3 separate regions of the Rattus norvegicus genome follow, and regions 1 and 2 are each linked to region 3. The links are chromatin contacts, called in public Hi-C maps. All regions are on one chromosome and are shown on one strand. The core of a region is the stretch at or near the end of the contact, and the rest is flanking DNA. Distances in the headings are between cores, read along the strand shown.

Evidence for each region. A called contact is a pair of places that touch in the nucleus more often than the background predicts.
Region 1: a contact with region 3 is called in a Hi-C map of Schwann cells, with 2.3 times the contacts expected there. The contact joins the enhancer-like site here to the promoter of Herc3 in region 3. A contact is called at or near these places in 3 of 12 Hi-C or Micro-C datasets (the A7r5 cell line, Schwann cells and mammary epithelial cells) and 1 of 1 datasets of contacts at active chromatin or transcription factors (oligodendrocytes).
Region 2: a Hi-C map of mammary epithelial cells shows a contact between it and region 3, with 4 times the contacts expected there. The contact joins the promoter of Ppm1k here to the promoter of Herc3 in region 3. A contact is called at or near these places in 1 of 12 Hi-C or Micro-C datasets (mammary epithelial cells) and 1 of 1 datasets of contacts at active chromatin or transcription factors (oligodendrocytes).

Annotation. Positions count from the first base shown.
Region 1 is chr4:89,709,857-89,714,150 of GRCr8, reverse strand. It overlaps the pseudogene Acbd5-ps1. Among named protein-coding and RNA genes, the nearest start is that of Tigd2, 33 kb to the left of the region's middle. Within about 2 kb of position 2,575, at least 39 of the 93 cell types and tissues checked have an H3K27ac peak or open chromatin away from gene starts, as enhancers often do. A contact at or near this core is called in the A7r5 cell line and Schwann cells, where this site is marked.
Region 2 is chr4:88,939,690-88,944,173 of GRCr8, reverse strand. It overlaps Ppm1k (protein phosphatase, Mg2+/Mn2+ dependent, 1K), which reads right to left and starts at 1,825. Exons shown (of 7, transcript NM_001107863.1): 1 at 1,615-1,825.
Region 3 is chr4:89,279,519-89,283,959 of GRCr8, reverse strand. Herc3 (HECT and RLD domain containing E3 ubiquitin protein ligase 3) reads right to left here and starts at 1,515. Exons shown (of 26, transcript NM_001108631.1): 1 at 1,091-1,515; 2 at 487-627. It overlaps LOC120102287 (a long non-coding RNA gene), which reads right to left. Exons shown (of 5, transcript XR_005503614.1): 5 at 1,679-2,073.

The DNA of each region.
Region 1 (4,294 bases), core at 1,326-3,825, 430 kb before region 3:
AATGGGACTTAAGTCCTCTTGCTCTAGAGAAGACTAAACATATAAAACAACAGCAAAAGGAGGTTTAAAAATTAAAGCATTGGCCTGTGCTTTTCCTTGGCCTGTCTGTGTTACTGTAACCAGAGGAGGAAACAAAGCAAAGACATGCTAGGTCAAAAAAAGTGATAGGTCAGAAAAAGACAGTGGAGGAGCAGAGGAGCCTTGAGGGGACAGCAGAATTCTTTTTCAGATAGGATAACACAACCCTAGAGTGATATCAGGCACAGAAAGCAAGAGTTAAGCTCCAGAGTAGTGAACTCCATCTCCAGCCTTCTGCTGATCTTTCTTATTTGAGTTGGGAATGGTCCATGTTGACCTGTGGTCCTGACTCCTGATAGCTTTGCTATACCATAGATATTGTTGATCCCATCTGAAAAGCAAATATAAATAGGAAAGATTGATGGAACGTTGTGTAGCCCTTTGTCTGGAGAGGCAGCTCTGATGTGTGTTGACAGGTATAAGCACAACCCCATTGAGTACCATAGGGCCAGTTCCCAGGTATGACTGGCTAGCCCTCACCCACACTTATGCTCCTATACCATGATGTTTGGGGGAAGATTCCCACTCACAGCAACTTATCTAACAGCTGGTAATTTATCACTTAGGCCCTAGTTTGGATCTGTGCTTTCTCAGTATTTGTCTCTTGGCCTCTGCAAAATCATATGAATTTTCTACATCTTGTGAGTTTTCTTTGTTAGTTGAGCAGTGTTGGTGGCACATGGATGGGAAAACTCTACATCCTCTTTAAAACCTTATATCCCTAAAACCTTCCATAGAGGTCCCTATTTCCTCCTTAATCTGGTTCAGGAAATGGCATCAGCCTTATCACGTTGACAATAGAGGCCATGTTGGAGCCTCCTCCACTTCCCTCATTTCAATGATCCCATTACTCATCAGAAAGATAAAAATCAAAAGTGAAAAGGCACATACCTTTATTCCCAGCAGTCTGGAGGCTAATGCATGAAAACTTCTGAGAGTTTGAAGCCAGCCTGGCCTACAAAATGAGTTCCAGGACAGCCAGAGCTATAACAGAGAGAGAGAGAGAGACCAGTCTCTAAAACAACAATAACAACAAAACAAGAACCAAAAGAAAGAAGGACATGATCGGAATGTATGACTGGCTACCTGTGGCAGGAGCTCTAGGAGCTCAATGATTCCCTAAATGTCTCAGTGGTACTAGGAAGTTTTATGGGTGCTGACATCTTGATGATGTCATTAACCGAGATGGAAACCAATGATGACCATCCTCATTTTCTAGACAAGATACATGGTGGCCTCTATCTTTATTGAAATCTCTATGATGGTAACACAACCATCTGCCATCTACTTTCTGCCTGTGGTGACCTTAACTCCATGATAAAGTGAGTCTACTCTTCCATCAGGGCATGGTTGTGGGGATCCAAATATCTCAGACTAATCACGCTCACTTACTTTACTGTTTTAAATAAGTGCCAGAGCTCAACCCAAAGGAGAGTTCACGGGCAGCTGTTGGAGTGGCTAGTGTGTCTTTCCTTCCAGATGGTTTCTAAAAACAGATAGAGAGAAGGAATTTATCCACTGTTCAGTTTTTATGTTAAAACAACAGTAGGCCTGTCCCTCTGGGTTCCAGTGGGATGGGAGAAGTATGGGAGGAGCATGTGCTTTGAAAGAAACCAAAGGTTGTCTGTCTCTAGGCTGACAGTAGCTTCAGACATCTCCCTAAAACCTATGCTACTTCAAACAGTTTTCTCCCTCGATTTTCTAAAGAAATGGACCCCTTTCTTCCTGACGTCCTTGATTTACATGGAGCAGAGATTTCTTGCATCAGGTTGCACCATGAGCAGTCTGAGTCCAAGGATGTAAGCCAGACTGTAGGTCAAGACGACAAATGGGTTTTCTTTGTTTACTTTTGTTATTACTGGTTTTGTCTGTTCAAGTCTTTGGTTGCCCAGTGATTTACCTTGCTTAAAAAATATTGTACACACCCTGCAACCACTTAATGTTCCCTTTTATTTTGATTCAAACAGGTGGGCTGAAAATGGAGAAAACGGTAAAGATAATTATGATTCCAAAGATAAAAATGCAAGATACAATCTCAACTGGGGAATATTCATGAAGAATGACTGCACCCAGCTGTCAGTGATTATTGCTAGAACTGAGTGGTCACAAGGCTCAGGCCTGGCTATCTGTATGTACAAACAGACAGAGGAGTAGCTAAGGGGGCTTTTTCTTGTTAGCCTTTCAAAAACAGGAGGAGAAACAGCCTCAGGGATCCAGCCCCACCCACTGCCATTCCAGGATTCTGGAGAGGCCCTGGCCTTGTGCTCCCAGTTCCCTTCACAGTTTGATTAGCAAGCACTGGCCCTGGATGAATCTCAGGATAAGCTCCCAAATTGAAGCCATCATGGTGAGTCATCCAGGGCTAGAGGAACAGATTCGTTTTCTCAACTGATTGAAAGGAGGAGAAAACAGGAAATGCAAGGCTATAAGTGCCTTGGCTAACTTTTCGTAAAAGCAGAAGATGTTGCTGTTTCCTGGACGTGGTGATTGTGCCTCAGAGAGCACAACTGAGATGTCTTTGTGCTGTGCTGTGAGTCATCACAGCATTTGCAGATCACCAGATAGGAGGAACACAGTGTTTCATGCTGGCTGTTTTTAATTCAGTGGGGTTGGTTCTTATTTATTTTCCTGACACTTCAAGTCAGAGGTAGCTGCAGGTGACCTGTCACTTTTTGGAGATCGAATGGGGTTTGAGATGTCTTGCCATGTTTCCCGTTCATTTTGCTCCACACTTGGTTGCTATGGTAATGTATTTTGGATAATGGCACGTGTCCCTCTCTTACATTCATTTAGAACTTTAGGTTTCTCATTATCTCTCACTGATTTTAGCCACCAGATTAATATAAACCATTCACGGCACTAAGCAATGTGTGGGAGTTGTTGATTTTTATTCAAGTCAAGGGAACACTAAGTGAAAGCTGCTGCTGTTCCTTGGGTGTTTCTGTTTGACCATGTGACATGATGTCCTCAGTGTAACTGGCGGATTTGTCTCCGGATGCTCTTTTTAAGTAAAATAAAGTAGAAGACTGGTTGAAAGAAAGCATTTGAAAAACTGAGTCAGGAGACACATCCTGCCTGTCACAGGCTATTTAGAGTCAGCCCAAAGGAAGCTCAGTAGGTCTCGCTGTGAGTTAGTTTTGTTTCATTTGTAATTTCTTGCATGTAGGCAGGATGTTTTCTATATTTGATCTTAGCCAAAAGGCCAAGAAGCGACAGGATGTTTTCTATGACTTATTTCAAATTGTATATTTACAACATTCTCTAAAGCATTTTCATTAAAATGGCAATTTTTTGTGAGTTTTTTCCCATTAAACAGATATTACTAACTTGATAGGATGGTGTGATTTCATAATTTGAGACACTGACTCAGGATGCTACCAACAAATTTGTGACCAGCCTGGTCCAACTCGAAAATTCTAGGTAAGGCTACAGACTGAGACCCTGTTTAAAAACAAACAATGTTACTTGTACAAGGTATTACTCAGTGGTGGAACATTGGCCTGTCATACAGGAACCTCAGCACAGGAAGAAGAGACAATTTTTTCTAATATTTTGTTAGCTAACTAATCATAGATCTGTGGAGCACACAGGTGTGTGTTTATATGTGTTTGTTGCAAATATGTGCATGTATGTTCAGTTCAATTTGAGGTTGGAGAACAATGTTGAATTTCATCTATCAGTCTACCAGATACTGTCCACTATTTTTTTTTGAGGGAGGATTTATCAGTGATCATTGCTCAGCAAGTCCCAGAGACCCAGCCACGGCTCCCTCCCTATTGTATAAGATTACAGATGTGTGCCTGCTTTCTCCATGCATACTCAATCTCATGCTCTGCAGTTTCAAGACAATCTCTTAACCAACTGAAGTGTCTCCCCAAATGAATCCACCATGGTACTGAGTTTTCTATTGTAAAGTACTTCGTAGTTCTAAGTGCTAAAATAAGAGAATCCACTATCTAATACTTACAGTGAGTTCTCTTGATTAGTTAAGCTAATTAGTAACAACTTTAATATATCCCTCTTTGGATATCACTTAGCTGAGGTCAACCAGAAACTTACTGGATGCTTTGTCTATCACTATATATCCACTATTACTACCAAAATGCTACACTGTGTAGGAGTTATTATTTAGAGTGATAGAATTCACCATGCAAAACATTTGGAGAGCTAATGTAATACATTGTATAATATCTTAGCTGACAATAGTATACTCTTA
Region 2 (4,484 bases), core at 576-3,075, 340 kb after region 3:
CATGATAATTTTTATATGTATGTATGTATGTATGTATGTATGTATGTATGTATGTATGTATGTATGTATGTATGTGGCAGTGCAGGCCAGCACAGGCAGTCACAGGTTAGAGGACATCTTGTAGGCATACCTTCTCGTGCCCTAAAGTAGGTCTTGGTGCTAGAAATCAGCAGGCGGTCACTTTTACTAGTCAAGCCACATCACCAGCCTGATTTTTTTTAATATTCTCAAACTCCAAATTTCTTTACCACCATCCATCATCACCAGCAAAAACCCAGTGCACCCCAATAAATAACTAAAGCCATCTGAAAACTTCAGAAATGAACTTTAGAAAATCGGCAATCTTAATGTCTTTATGTCCTCTTAGAAGAAAGAAAATGTATTAGTTTACTGGAGAAAAGAAAACAACAAAAAGGTCAACGACTCCCTTAGGTCGTATGTGAAAGTCTGTTTGGATAGGCGAACTGAGAATACAGTATGGAAAAGTATTACTCAACTCTGTGAAGGGGTGTGTGTGATGTAGTCAAGGAAAAAGAGACTCGGATTTCTAGAAAAACAATTATAAACAAGAACCCATTATCCAAAGCTTCCTATTTAATGACACTTGTCATACAGTGGTGAGCTGGTTTCCAATTTCCACAAGCTCCAACACACACCAGCAAGACGACACCCTCCCTTCCGCGAAGCTCTGGAGATCTGGATCTCAGGCCGCCCCCAGGTTTTCTCACCGGGGTACGGGTCCAGCAGAGGCCACATCTGCTCAACCGGGTTGGTGCACACCTGGGGGTAAGGGGCTTCGCAGTTTCTATTCCTGCAGCTCCTACAACGAAAACACCAGTGGAGCTTTTGAGACTCGAAATTTTCTAGCTATTTCTACCCAGAGCCTCAATCTTTGTCTCCTCCGGGTAAATTTTCTCTTATGCAGAAAGCGGCTGCGAAAACCCGCACCTCGAGCCACATGTCCCTAAGATAGTGCTCTCCTACCAAGGCAAAACACAAGCTCTCAGATCCAAACAAACCGCCAGGGCTCCACAACCCTTTTCTAACCAGTCTCTTCACAAGTCCCGAATGGACAGGGTTCTGGGCTGGTTTACTGGCCTTGACCAAAGCTGGACGTGGCAGAACACTCTCCAGCCCGGGCAGCCCAGCAGATCTCCCGGCATCCGGAGTCTTCTGGCCGAGAAATAGGTCCGGAGGAAGCCTGTTATAGCCCGCTGGAGCGCACCAAGGGGTCTCGCTGCGAGGAATCAGAGCGGCTTCAGTTATCTTAGCTCGCTTTCTGATTTTTCCATGGGACCCCGCCCATCCCACTATCCCTGCTTCCCTGGCGCTCACTTCCAGCCCGAGGTCAAGTTCAAGGCCGATCGGGGCTGTGTCTGGGGAGCCGGATGCTCGGGCACAGCCGCCGAGGGCCTAGGCGAGAGCAGCTGCTCTCCACCTCGAGAAACGGGGAGCACATCGAGCCCGGAGAGATGCGCGTAGGACTCGGCCTCAGAGTAAGCTGCAGGAACTCATTTCATATTTCTCTTTCTCCTTCCTGAAGACCTCCGGGGACCGCCAATGTCTTGTCAATAACCTAGGAGAATAAACGAATCGAACTCTTCAGGCTCTTACCTTGTAATGGCTTGTGTCTGTAAATTTCTTAATTGGCTAATGGAAGGAAGGGAAGGCTTTCTTGGATGATAAATAAAGCTGAGTTCTCTGTTGATTCTGATCTCCAGACCAAGCAATTAGAGAAGCCACAGCCTCCTCCACTCCTGGAAATTCTTGAAAAAAAATTTCAACCGCAGCTGGCCAAATGGAGACCCGGAGGAGTATGTTTCTGATGATTGACAACAACGCTAGCCAGTTGGTGCTCAGCAGGGCAGGGCTCCTTGCCCGCCCTCAATCTGAGCCAATTACGGATCTAGATAAGAACGAGCCTCCTGCACTGGCGATTTGGCCTCTCAGATTGCCAATTAAGCCCTGTAGACAGACGTCAAATTGGGCCAGTAGCTGTTCGACATGGCGCCCCGCCCTCCCGATGAGCCTTGGCGGCCTCGAATCAGACGCCAGGGACCTTGTTTTTCGCTAGCCACAGGAAGGAGTATCGCTTCTGCCAGAGTTATCTTGGCTGTGACCCGAAAGAGAACAGGACAGCTACGCTTTGCTTGTAGAGCACTTGTACGTCATTCAGTGTTCTTGCTCGTTCTTTAACAAATCACAGAGCAATGTTCTTTGGACTGCCATAACAGGCATCTTGGGATGGCTCGCAACTATCCTGCATACCATAAAAATTCCATCTTTCGAAGGAAGCATTGCCTAGGATCTGGGGGCGTCCCAAATGACTCAAATAATCTAACTGCTTTTAGAACCTTCGGTCTAATAAGGAAGAAGAGGAAGCAAGGCAACAAATAAACAGTAAAAGAAAAATCACATCAAGAGAGGGAATGACTGAGGTGTGGATGGAGAACACTGGGCAGTGAATTTACGTAGGGCGCTGAGTCCCACAGGAACTAGTCAAGGAAAGATGGAGCTGAGCAAAAGGCAACAGCAGATGCCTTTCAGGCTGTATGAGCACACTACTGAAACCTGCCCAGGAGTATTGGCCAACACGAAACTAACTCCATGGTTTTTGTGTGGGGGTGGTTTTTTTTTTTTTTGACACTTTTTAGTCTTAATTTGTTTTTGTTTTGATTTTTGGGTTTTTGTTTGAGACAGTGAGAGTGCATACACAAAGTTAAGTGGGTAAGGAAGTGGGGGGGTATGTGAAAGGAATTGTGGGAAGGGGAAAGAATATGCTCAATATATGAATGGAATAAGTTCTAATTAAAAATATTCTTATAATTCATAATTAAGTCGTGTTGCCTAGTTGCACCTCCTGGCCCAAGAGCATCTGAAGATCCAGTGCATTTAATAATAATACGTTTAGACAGCGATATTCGTGTTGACGCCTCACTAACTCTAATGACTTGTGTTGGGTAGAGAGTCAATTTTCATAAAGCTCTTGAAATTATTACTGGATCTAGCATACAGACAGAAAAGTGCGCATACTGGATGTGGCTCAAGAGATCTTCACAACATGCAGCCTGACTCTGTATCCAGCACCTGACCAAGACAATGTTTCTAAGCCCAGGAGCAGTTCATCCTGCCATCTCACTACTGCTTCCTTGCAGGAGCAGCCTCTGTGCTGACTTTTAACACAGCAGATTAATTCTGCCTTTACACCTGATGTGTATTAAACCGCAACCTATGCGTTCTATTTGCTTACTTGGCTAACTGTGGCTCAACGATGTATTTGTAAGATTTTTTTCCCATGTTGCTATACAGTCGGGGTCTTGATACCTTTCCATTTTGCAATTCGATCATAGCTTATGCATTTATCTTTGTGATAGACGCTGAAGGCATTTCCAGTTTGGAGCTACTACGGTTGGTGACTAGCCTGCTTGGTGCCGTGAGTTCAGTACCTACTACCACAAAACCAGAAAGAGGGCTGGAGATGGTGCACATACTGCTCTTCCGGAATACTGTACAGAATTCCCAACACCAGTGTAGGGAAGCTTATGACCTATAAGTCCAGGGGGTTCAATGCCCCTGGCCTCCAAGGACACCAGCACTCGTGTGCACATAACCCCACACAGACCACACCTATGGACATAATGAAAAATAATAAATCTTTTACATAAAAGAAAATAATTCCTACCATTTGTATTTGTAACTGAGGAGACTGGGTGAAGAGGCTGAGGAAGTGACCTGAGGCACTTAGTTTCCAAGCGGTTGAACTGGGACATAAGCAGGCAATGCCTCTTCATAGTCCTGCTGTCAGCTACTTACTCAGAAGAGGTGACGTGAAGACACTGAACTTACACTCACTCTGCGGTGCTGTCCCAGTGCTGTTCTCTCCAGAGCACCTTGGATGTCTTTCCTACATGCACTGCAGAAACGGCACCATTTAATTCTGACGCATTTGCACAACCATGGTGTCTCTTTTACAGACTTTCTAGTGAGACTGTTCTGGTTTTAGGACTGACGATTCTGTGCTGTGTTTATAATCATGATCTCAGCAGTTTGCTTTGGTAATTTTCAACAAGAAAAGGAGAGGGATAGGGTTTCTGTTGGCAAACGCACAGCCAGGCTCCGATTCTTCAGTCACAGGGACTTGTAGACAGAGACTTTACTCTTCTAACATACAAATCTTATCAGAGAATTTAGGAGGAGGAATTAAACACTAGGTCACTATGACCCTTATCCACAGTAACCTCACAGTATACTCTGCCTGCTCCTGGGCTCCATTGGGAAACAGCCTTCTGGCACAAGGCTTTCTGCATCAGTCACTTCAAACAGGCTAAAGGTAACTTTACCTAATTCCATGTCACAAGTAGAATTGCAAAGCCACCCGAATCTGGTTTGTATCTCCTTCCTAAGGAAAGAGCTTGCGAGAGGGCAAATCTGGTCAAATCTGGTCAAAGTCGTCTTACAGGCATGATTATGTTCTACTCTAACAA
Region 3 (4,441 bases), core at 266-2,765:
ATTTCTCCAGGCATCTTTCACAGCAAGCTAGCCACCTGACCACAACTTCTACTTTCGTTTCTCCCTGTTACCATATCCTCTCCGTGCAATACAAGAAGTCACTGACAGGCACCTCCAGTCACCCAAATAAAACAAAGGGGGAGCATTAAGATGTGATAAGATCCCCCACCGAGCAGCTATGTTGGTATGAGCCATTAATATAGTCCGTGGTCCTGAATGAGTTTCAGACATTTCCACCTTCGTAAGAGAATCCCTTTCAATTAGACTATCGCTTTTATTTCTGAAACTAGTGCAAAGCCGTTTGTCTCCAGCAGAGGCGCGACTTTCATTACTTACACAGCCGTATTTAAGTGGTATACAGATCTTAAGAGATTCAAGTTTGTCCCGCAACATGAAATGCAATACCCAACGACTTCTCCAACAGTTTGGACATTTTTGGACTCCTGCTTCTTTTTTTTTTTAACACGATGAATGCCCACTATTTACTGAACAAGTCCAAGTGGCTACCAGTGAACCAGGCTTCTATTTTTTTCATGACAAAGGTGTTTTGCATCTAATTTGATTCCTGCAGTCTAACTTCTCAGATGGGGTCAAAACTGGAGTGTGTAAGCCACCGATTTTGTTTTTCTGATTTATATCCGAGGAAAGGAATACAAAAAAGGGCTGCACTGTAATTTGCCTCTGAAAGTACCACATTGCTCTGGCTGCATCTTAAAATCTAATCCTTTTTACTTCGCTTTCCTGTCTTTCCAATCTAAAACTAAAAGTCAGTTCACTTTATCAAATTATCAAGTGAAAGGTTCTAGAAATAGCTTCCTATTTGTGGAAAGAGCCAGAAGGCACATAAAAATGGAAGATATCACTTGAATCGTCCTCCCCCAGAGCACCCCGGATGAGACAAATCCCAGCAAAATCCTAGACGCCTTAGGTAAAATTTAAGGCACTTCTTAATGGGGCAGGTGTGAACTCTAAAGGAAAACAGCCAGGATGAGCAAAGTTCAAGCATTCCTCCCCTAGGGCCCCGAACTGCACACGCATCCCGCAGTAGCCGGAGCGAGTCTCCCCAGGTTCAGCCCTTTGGTTCACACACCTGCTCCAAGGTCCAGCCGTCGGCTCGCTCGGCCGCAGCAGCGTCTGCACCAGACACCGGATCCCCGAGCCCCGCCCGCCAGCTGGGTGGGAGGAGCCCGCGGCCAGCCGCAACGCGAATTCCCCTGCCGCCGCGCCGCGATGCTCTTCACGCAGGGAGGTCACCCGCTGCCGGCGGCCGAGCAGAGCCGGTAGGCGCCTCCGCGACAGGGAGCTGCGGACAGCCCAGCCCCCTCCCTCCCCCGCGAGTGCGGCGGGCTCGGTGCCCTGAGATCGTCGCCCCGCCTGCACCCGCACCCGGGTCCGCAGCGCCGACCCGGCGGCTGCAGCCCTCAGGCAGCTCGGGCCTCCCCGGCCTTCAGCGTCACAGTAATAATGAAGTTTCCCCCCGCACTCCCGCAGATCGAGCTAGGAGAACGACTTCCCGCCTGGCCAATGGTGGCGGCGGCAGCGGGGCGGGGCGCGGCGGGTGCGGAGAGGGCGGGGCGACGTCGGGGCGGGAGGGGCCCGGGAGATGACCGGGAGGGGGCGGGGAGGTAGCGGTACTCAGGGCTGGAAGGAAACTGGGAGGGGGCGGGACCTAGGGCGGGGGAGACGACCCGGAGGTGGTGGGATCGGTGGCTAGGATGCGGGACCCACAGCCCGGGAGGTAGTAAAGAGATGGCAGGACCCTGGACCCAGAACAGGAGAATGGAGGAGTAACCTTTGCTGGAGTGAAATTGCTTTTTCCCAGCGAGGATGCAAAGGAGCGATGCCCAGTGGTGTAGGGGTTTTAGTCGATTGGGTTGGTTGGTTGGTTAACTTCTTCCTTCGTTCGTTCTTATTATTCATGCAGAGGTGAAAGGGGACTGTGACTGGCAACTGGCATGGTGTGCTGTAGGGTGACTGCCAGAATAGAGAGTAGTTCCAAACCGATGTCACTCGGGGGCCAAGTACTGCGGGTCCGCAGTGGTGCAGAGTAAGGGTGAACTAGAGGAGAGCACACTGCAGAAAACAGAAAGCATGAGAATCACCAATTCTAAAATCATAAAGCACTGTCTTTGATCTAAAACTCCAATGGGAGTGGGGGAAGGGAGGATGGGTATATAGAAGTATCAGCTTCGATTAACCAGGCCTCTAAGAGGATATGCAAGCATTCTTCTTCTCCCAAGGCCACAAATGCTTCCAGCTAGTGTTCCTTTCATCTTCAAATAATCTTCAAGAAAACTATATGGTAACAGTGAACTTATGTATCTGTCTGCCTTAAATTTGAAACGCTGAACATGGGAGCTTTAACCCAAAAAAAGATGTACAAAATTCTCCAAAAACTAATTTAAAATGAAGGCATGAGCCCCTGTCAACATATACGATTTTAAGAACATATACAAACAAGCAACTCTTAAAGGGACTCCTCAGTACATCCTGACTTAGTCATACAAATGTAGCAATAACAAAGAGGCCATGAATTTGAAGGGGAGCACATGAGAGAAGTTTGAGGAAGGGTAGTGATATAATTTTATTTTAATTAAATTTTAAAAGGAAATTGACTGTAAGTAGAAGAAGTTTTATAATCTGACATTTCCAGAATAATTCATATCTCATTAGGTCTTCAGGTGCCTACTCTGAAAACCTGACATATTAACCAACAGGAAAAAAGTCTCAAGGACTGACTAGATCCTGAGGATATGGCCTTGCCCTGGTGTATCCTGAGGCTATGCCAGTGCCCTGGTGTATCCTGAGGATATGGCCTTGCCCTGGTGTATCCTGAGGCTATGCCAGTGCCCTGGTGTATCCTGAGGCTATGCCAGTGCCCTGATGTACCCTGAGGATATGCCAGTGCCCTGATGTACCCTGAGGATATGCCAGTGCCCTGGTGTATCCTGAGGCTATGCCAGTGCCCTGATGTACCCTGAGGATATGCCAGTGCCCTGATGTACCCTGAGGATATGCCAGTGCCCTGGTGTATCCTGAGGCTATGCCAGTGCCCTGGTGTACCCTGAGGATATGCCAGTGCCCTGGTGTATCCTGAGGCTATGCCAGTGCCCTGGTGTATCCTGAGGATATGCCAGTGCCCTGGTGTATCCTGAGGCTATGCCAGTGCCCTGATGTACCCTGAGGATATGCCAGTGCCCTGGTGTATCCTGAGGCTATGCCAGTGCCCTGGTGTATCCTGAGGCTATGCCAGTGCCCTGGTGTATCCTGAGGCTATGCCAGTGCCCTGGTGTATCCTGAGGCTATGCCAGTGCCCTGGTGTATCCTGAGGCTATGCCAGTGCCCTGGTGTATCCTGAGGCTATGCCAGTGCCCTGGTGTATCCTGAGGCTATGCCAGTGCCCTGGTGTATCCTGAGGCTATGCCAGTGCCCTGGTGTATCCTGAGGCTATGCCAGTGCCCTGGTGTATCCTGAGGCTATGCCAGTGCCCTGGTGTATCCTGAGGCTATGCCAGTGCCCTGGTGTATCCTGAGGCTATGCCAGTGCCCTGGTGTATCCTGAGGATATGGCAGGGATATTGGCTTCATGTGGACCTTCAGTGAAAACAAACACCTCTGAGACCAAAAAGATGGGGAAGTAGCATCTGTTTTGGGGTAACTAAGGTTATCTAAGACAAAGTTCCCTAAACTTTCTCCACTTGTAATCTCTCTTCCCCCCCCCCCAAATGTTTACATATGCACATATAAAATAGACATTGAACTCATAAGAAATTTAACTTTAAGATGATTCTTTGTTATACAGTGTCACCATTTATTAAAGAGGACAGAAATTAATATGCTAGTTAGATTGATTGCTCATTTATTTTACATGAGGAATTAAACCTTACTCCAGGACAGAGATCAATGTCAATGTGTTTCAGAATTAGTTTGATTCTATAAGCATTAATGCCGAGAAAGCTATTTGATTTTGTATTTCAGCCATTTTGTACTATTATTTACACACACATGCACACCACACACACACATATGCATAGTATAAAATAACTGATGTATGTTTAAAGTGGTTTCTGAAATGATAAGAGATTGTTCTGATCTCAGGTCAAAATTTATTGACTGATTTGATTTTTTTTTAACTGAAATTCAAGTCAGGAATTTAATTTCTTAAACATTCTACCACACACAATCCAACCCAGAGACACACTAATTTAATATGAACTTGTTCAGGAATATCAATAAGTAAATATTAAGTCTTTTCTTCTCTTTAATTAAACCAGTATGTTTCTATAAGAGCAGAAAACCGTATGTGCAGGAAACAAACTGTAATTCATTACACCATAGTCTCCAACCTGAGCTGAGCTGTTTAAGACAGTGTTGGTGGATGATGGGTTAGATGCTCAGTGCTTTGAGAATTTGTGCAGTGCAAAGCCTGCTACTGTGTGTTC